2 separate regions of the Mus musculus genome follow, and region 1 is linked to region 2. The links are chromatin contacts, called in public HiChIP or PLAC-seq maps. All regions are on one chromosome and are shown on one strand. Each heading gives the region's core, a stretch centred on a gene start, on an enhancer-like site or on the middle of the called end of the contact. The rest is flanking DNA. Distances are from core to core; before and after follow the strand shown.

Region 1 (3,584 bases), core at 118-2,617, 78 kb before region 2:
TATAGTTGGGTCTCTGGCAGCACTGTTTATTCAGGTCATTGCCATTTAAAATGATCATTACCTGTGACAGAGCAGCAGAAGGGAGGGGCCAGTAAGGTCTGGCATGGAGAAGGGGTGTGGGGAAGGGGAAAGAATAAAGTGTAATCACACAGCTGTGTGAAAACACCATAGAGAAGCACACTTCGGATAGGTAATTTCTCCGAAGCTGGTGAAATGAGCCAATTCAAACCAGATTAGACTATATTAAAGGCAGGTTTGTTGGGAAGCTGCTCCCAGGCAAGTTCACTGGCTCCAAGGATTGAGGTCAGGGGTGTCACCATGGGGAGAGGGGCGAGGAGAGGGATGAGAAAGAGAGAAAGGCTGTGAACAGAGAGAGGAGAGAAGAGAGAGGAAGAGGAGGAGAGGAAGGCCAAAATGTCTGGAATATATAGGGAGGAGCCTGTGGGTGAAGGGCAGCCCACCCCTAGGCTGGAAAGTTCAAGACTGGGAACAGGGTATGCCAGGTAGGGACTGAGGGATGCTGGGAGAACCTGGAGGCCAGGTCTGTTGTGTTAGAATGGAGGCTTGAGTCAGGACAGACCACATCAAGCCAAAGCAGCAACATGTGGTGGAAGAGGGCAAAGGAGGCAGCGAAGAGGAGCCAGAATGTGGTGTTGGAGCCAACCAAGAGTTTCTATTTGGGATGATGAAAGATTTCTGGAAACAGATAATGTTAATAGTTACACTGTAAATATGCCTAATGGCCCGGAATGATACCTTTAAAGATGGTTTGAAATAGTAAATGTCACTTAGTGTTTTTATCTTCAAAGGGGAAAGGAGGTAAAGAGAGTAAGAGGACTGGAGTGAAGGGGGGTGGGGGTGGGGGTGGGGAATGGGGGTGGGGGCGGCTTCCATCTGGAGTGCTCCTGCTTTCTGCCACAGCAGCAAAACTGGGTGTTAGAAGAACCTGTAGGAAACAAAGCCAGTTCTCAGCTTCAGGAACTGCGAAGTCAAAGCTGAATAAGGAAGTGTTTCATCTGTTTAATTAGCATAGTTAATGTAATGTAAATAACAGAGGCTAGGAAGTGACAGGAGGTGGGAGGAGGGGCAAAGCAGCAAACACAAAAAGTCAGTGTGAATGGTGCAAAGATGACAGACACGGAGACAGAAGGGCTGATAAAAGTCGGATTCGGCTCACTCCAAAGACCTGAGGACAGACAGCAACGTGACAACGGAGACGCCACGTGCCGGCAAGCTAAGTGGGTGTAGTGTGGAGACTCTTTGTTTAAAGTTCATTTGAGATTGGTGTCAGTGGAGCAACAGTGATAGGAAAGGCAGACCCAGGAGAACAGCTGACTCAGTCACTCCCACCAGGTGCCTGACAGGCTTGCAGTAAACACAGGCTTTACACACCCCGGAGGATCCTGCTGCAAATTAAAACACAACCTTAACTGTGCACATGGCACCAACTCTTTGTGTCTGCAGACACTTTGAAGATCAGAGGTCTCTTCTTTTCCCCTTAAAAGTAAAACCAGTTTTGTTTTTAACTGAACCAACAGGAGCAAAGATTTCGGCTAGTTATTCATGATGTTGTTTTCCCCTGCGCTCACCATACTTTCCCAGGTCATTTTGACCTTCCCCTTGCCTAGCAACCGTCTCCCACTCCTGATGAATACTTCTTTCTCTTGCCACGTAAATTTTCTAATGGTTTACTCTACCTGGTAGCTATTGAACACCGAGAGAAAGTGTTAATTCATGGATAGAAGGGGACTGGAGTCTCAGGCGTTTGTCAACAGCCTGAAACAACAGATGTTGAGAAGTTCTGCAAGCCTGGTCCTGTGGGAAGAGAACCACAACCCATCAGTCATGTCTGCAGGGAACAGGCAGTTCCAGAACCAGAACCATCTCTTGGTCAGCCCAGTCGCTACTTCTTTTAGCCATAGTCACAAATAGTTCATTCTTGTCTAGGGTCCAGCTCTGTTCAAAGTGAGTGCAGTTGCAAAAGTCTGTCCTAAGAAGTTAACATAAGCCGAGTGGTTCAAAGCGGCAAAACCCTATTCCCTCGAGTTTCTAGAGGCTGGGGGTTGGAGGACGCGAGTCTAGTTTGTTATGATCACAAAAAGAGAAAGGGTATAATATACGTTCTATGCGGGTGTAGGGGAAAGGGGCTTGGCGGGCCTATGCCAAAGCATCTCTCTCTCTGAGAGACCAGCCACAAGACGGTATAGTATAAAATAGAGTTTATTCAGGGCATGGGGAGGGGAGTTAAGAGGGTAGTAGAGGCAGAGAAAGGCAGAGAGCAGGAGAGAGTAGGGAAGTAGAGGCTGGCCATGAACATGTGTGTGGGGGGGGGCGGGGGGGAAGGCAATGGAGAGAGAGGGGGAACAAGGAGAAAGGGAGAGAATAGAGAGGCAGGAGAGGGAAGAGGGGCCAAGCAGCCCCTTTTATAGTGGGCCAGGCCTACCTGGCTGCTTCCAAATAACTGTGGGGGTGCATTCCAGACAGAATACCAACATAGTTTTTGATGAAAACTCTGGGTGGGAACATTTTGCACTGTGTCCCCTTGCTTCTGATGTGTCTAGCAGGTCCAAGTAGGTCTGGGCTTGTAGCCTTTGACCTTTCTGTCTTGTCATGTTTTAGTCGTTATTGTTTGTTTGTTTGTTTAATAAGAATACTAGTACTGCATTAGAGGTTCACCTTATTTCCAAATGACTTCATCTTAGCCGATCTATCTACAATCTTAACTTATCGACTTATCTTAACTTGCAAGTGAAGTTAAGACTTTCACATATCTCTGTAAAGGACACAACTCAGCCCATGGAAGGGACAAAAACTGAATTCTTGGTGTAGATAAAACCGCTATGGTGAAGGAGGGGAAACTCCTGGTGAAGGAGGGGAGTTGCTTTGGAGTCTGCTGTTTTTGCTCTTGTGAAGAAACCCAGGAGGCTGGGGAAATGCTTGGTTTATCTGAGGAACTGTGGGTTATGTGAATGGAGGACAGCATTCTCTCCTGACACCCAGGCTCTGGAATTCAGCCCAGCACAGCTTGACGATCCCTCTGATTTCTGTTTCCATGGGCACCATGACAGAAGTGTGCCGCAGAGAATCCCAGTATTCCTCTCAGCCCTTGACAAGAGCAGACACAGAGGAAACAAGTATTGCTACACACTGACTTATTCAGACTTTAAGCTCATAGCTGCTATGGCTTTGAATGGATGTATTTCCCCAAAAGTCTTTGATTGAATAATCACTGAATAGTGCAAAGAGTTGGGGAAATCTTTACAGTAAGTCACAGGTATTCACGAAATACTTGTGAATGATTGGATGCTGTAGCTATGCTAACTGGCTATTTCCTGGTTCTTGATAATGGTATTTAAAAAGTTGAAGAGGTGCGCGGAAATAACAAAGTAGCAAGACGTTTTCTTCACAGACAAACTGCAGAAACTGTCGCAGGGAGCAGCAGGCCACAGAGGGGCTGCGTTTAGAGCAGCAGGTTACTCTTTGGAGCCTCAGGCTTTACAGGGATTAGGAGGGAGAGGAGTTGGTTTCTGGGAGTGGGGTGTGGGTGGTTTTCTGTTTGGATTAACAGGCTTGGGTTATGTAAG
Region 2 (3,595 bases), core at 981-3,480:
TCTTGCCTGGGTACAGGAAGAGACAAGCCATGTGAGGGATCACCCCTAAGTGCCCTCACAGGCACGGAGGAACAGGGCCCTGCATATGCTTGCCTCACGATGCTGGCGGAACTCTGATGATCTGGACACCGAGTGGGGAAGAGAGAGAGAGTTAGGAGGTTTTTAGAATTGGGGCTGGAATCTGTCTTGCAGACGGCAGTGACATTTACAGCGATTACACTAACACAGGCTCCCAGATATGAGCACCACAAGCCAGGGGTACTCCCAAGCAGCCCTGCTTGGCATCCAGTGACAACAGGCTGCCACTTGAAGTCAGGTAACAGGAGGACATAGTTGTTTAAGCCTGGAAGAGAGTGATGTCCCCAAGAACACAGACAGAAGTGTGCACCTGGGGATGGCCGAACAGAATAGGGGCTAAGTACTGCTATATTCCTTTAGAGCCAACTACCTGTGCTTAGAGGCACAGTGCCATCCGTCAGATAGATACCTCTGACCAAGGAGAGACCAAGCCTTCATCAGTGTTTGTAACTATTTAAACAATCTTAAAGTTTGTAAACTGAAAGATGCTATATAATAGTCTTACTGTTAACAAAATTTCCAAATAGCAGAGATGCTACTTAATTCAAATTCCTTCAATGCTTAACAGATTTTACACACACTACACAAGTGTTCTAACTAAGCTACATTCTTAGTTCCAGGTAAGAGTTTATACAAAGATAGGGGGGAACACTAGGTCTCTGAACTTTAAATTTGCAGGACACTTGCTGTGCATCAAACTGCTAGGTCTACTTCAAAGATTGCCAGAGAACTGGTATTAGGAAGCTAATTTTGTGGGTAGGCAACTCAAGGGAAGACAAGTGAACAGAACCTAAATCTAGCTGCCACCCAAAACCAGGATCATATTTTATTGGGCAGATGTGCACCTGTCCTGTCCGGGTCTCAGGGATCCTAGGTTGAACTTCCCATGGATGGATGAGGTGTACGGACCCAGCGGGGTGGGGGGATATGTCCAGCTTTGTCATTTCACCTGATGAGCCAAGCGGTCGATGCACCATGCACCACCCCATCTTCCTCTGCTGCAGCAGCGCCTCCAGCCTCAGGCCATCGACCACACGATTACCCTCATCCCCAGCTGCCTCCATCTTACATTTGGGGACTATTATTTACAGTGCTTACAAACACTCCACGAAGCGCCATCCCTGCCCTGCCTACACACCTCCCATCACAACCGCGTGCTCTCAGTATCTCCTTCCTAAACTGTCAGCACCAGAATACCTAGTGGGAGGGATGCTGGCCAAAGGTATGGTCGCTGTAGTTCCTGGTTCTGGTCCCTCTGGACCTGGGTGTGTGGGGTTTTCCTCTGGAAAAGCCGAAAGGCCTCGGCGAGGACACAGTAGCCTCATGGCAGGCTAGAACCCGAATGGGCTACAAACACTTGCTGGCAGCTCATTGAGGAGCTAGGGAAGCAGGAGACCCGGGATAGGCGTGCCCCCGCGAACGCGCGCGTGTGCACGCGCGTGCATTTTTAAGCTCCAGGGCGTAATTCCGCAAAGAGGGTCCAAAAGATCTATCACTGCGGGTGTGGACAGAGGCTTTGTGTCCGTTTGAGAGACTCGCAGGCTGGAGAGGGGGCCCTGTTGGGAGGAGCGGCTGCAGAGTTGTGTCTGAGACCCCGAGGGGGACTGACACCTCTCGGGGACCCGACCTCGGATCCTGCCGCAGGGACTATGAGCCCCGCCCGGTGGGTGCCCCATAGAGGCTCCCATGGGATGCTCTTAGCCACGCGCCCGGTGCGCGATGGTCCGGTAGGTTGCCACACCTCCGCTCCCTGGCACCCTGGCACCCTGCCACCGCTATCCGCCCCACCCGGCCCCCCTGGAGGAGCTTGGGCAAAGCGGAGCGCGCCCGTCCCGTGCACTCACAAAGCTGTCGCCGCAGCCGTTGTCCGGACACAGTACGTAGAAGGAGACGCCCGGGTCGGCGTAGAAGTCCATCCTGCGCTCCGTCTCCTCGGCGGCGATGAGCTCAAAGGGCGTGCTGGAACACCACTTCTCCGCGACATCTGCCAGCTGCTGGAAGTCCATGGCGGCGCCGCCCGCGCCTCCTCCGGGGCTCACGGCTCCCGGGTCTGTTTACACCGCCCGCTCCGCCTCCGCCCCGCCCCCACCCCCACCGCCCGCCTTGAAAGGAACCCAAGCACCCCGGGGCCCCGCCAGTCCGGGGCCGCCCCGGCTCGTGACGTCACGAACTCTGGCCAATCCCCGGAGCCCTACTCGGCGCCGCCCGGAGCCCGGTGACGTCAGGGTGGGCGGGGCGCCCGTCTCTGCAGGTGGCGGCGGGGTGGGGCGGGGCTGGCTCCGGACCCCTGGTTTGGAGCCAGTTTGGAAGGCTTTCTCTGGAATCCGCTATAAACGCGAGGGACGCACCCAGAAGTACAGATTGCTTGGTCCTTGCCAGGGCTGATTGTAGAGGTGCTGCGAGCACCCGGGGAAACAGCTTTGCTTTCTACAGAAGCCAAAATTCGGTCCTCCCAGGAACCCAGAGTGTGTTTTCTAGACTGATTTGGAAGGAAGTGTACACGCACATCAAGCTGCGTGCTTCTTACAAATACCTTCACTGATTTGGCTTGAATTTATATTATATGACTTAAAATGGCCAACTGTTGTTTTGTTTGTTGGGTTTGAGGTTTTGTTTTGTATTTTGAGTTGCTGGAAAATTGAACCCAGAGTCGTGCTTTTCAGGCATGTTACCACCGAGCCACACCCCAACCCTGCTTGGAAAGCAAGGAGCCTGCCCGTTGACTACACCTGTTGAATGCTCTGGCTGCTGCGTGCCCAGCAGACACACTGGTTTACAGGGAGTAGAAGAGTCCTCGTCTGAACACTTGGCTTCCGGAAGGGACACATTAAATAGCATTCATTCTATAAACATTTATTCGTGGTTATTTTTAAACTGCGCCTTCTGAACCAGGAGCCTTGCTAGCTGGGGTGTAAACATGAATGAGCTGGGGTCTAAACGCCTCAGTAAGCTGGCAGTCTAGCCAAGGGGAGCCCAGCTAGTGCACCTGTTATTACAGGCAGAAGACGTTATTCCACAGTCATCTGTTTTGATCATTTCTGTGGCAGAATTTCCTTACGTTTATTTGCTTGTCTTTGCATTTGTCTTTAGACTGTGGGAGTGATTCTTCCTCTACTCCCTGACTTCTGAGGCTAAGAGAACCCACTTGACAGTGTGACTGGGATATGTCCTGGGAACCCCAGTTTCCACATCTGTGAAAATGGGTATATATTCATGACCTTATAGTTAGGGTTTGAGAAAGTGTGTGTGTGTGTGTGTGTGTGTGTGTGTGTGTGTGTGTGTGTGTGTGAAAGGAATAGAAATCCAGTGGGTTTTTCTACAATTTACTCATTTTTATCTGTATGAGTGTTTTTGCATAAATGTATTGGTGTGTACCATGTATGTGTCTGGTGTCCAGAGACCAGAAGAGGGTATTGGATAGCCTGGGACTGGAGTTACAGGCCTTTGTGAGCCACCATGTGTGTATCATCAAATCTAGGTTCTTAGGGAGAACAGCTAGATGCCTTAACTAATGAGC

The links. HiChIP or PLAC-seq counts read pairs in DNA pulled down with a chosen protein or histone mark.
Region 1: an H3K27ac HiChIP or PLAC-seq map of thymic regulatory T cells shows a contact between it and region 2, with 2.6 times the contacts expected there. The contact joins the enhancer-like site here to the promoter of Mturn in region 2. A contact is called at or near these places in 2 of 484 Hi-C or Micro-C datasets (CD4 T cells and CD8 T cells), 4 of 115 datasets of contacts at active chromatin or transcription factors (double positive thymocytes, embryonic stem cells and thymic regulatory T cells) and 3 of 9 other capture datasets (adipose tissue, liver and pancreatic islet).

Annotation. Positions count from the first base shown.
Region 1 is chr6:54,757,779-54,761,362 of GRCm38.p6, reverse strand. No RefSeq gene overlaps it. Among named protein-coding and RNA genes, the nearest start is that of Znrf2, 57 kb to the left of the region's middle. Within about 2 kb of position 1,367, at least 157 of the 459 cell types and tissues checked have an H3K27ac peak or open chromatin away from gene starts, as enhancers often do. A contact at or near this core is called in CD8 T cells, adipose tissue, double positive thymocytes and 3 more, where this site is marked.
Region 2 is chr6:54,680,259-54,683,853 of GRCm38.p6, reverse strand. It overlaps Mturn (maturin, neural progenitor differentiation regulator homolog (Xenopus)), which reads right to left and starts at 2,230. Exons shown (of 3, transcript NM_001289740.1): 1 at 1,923-2,230. The coding sequence starts at 2,084.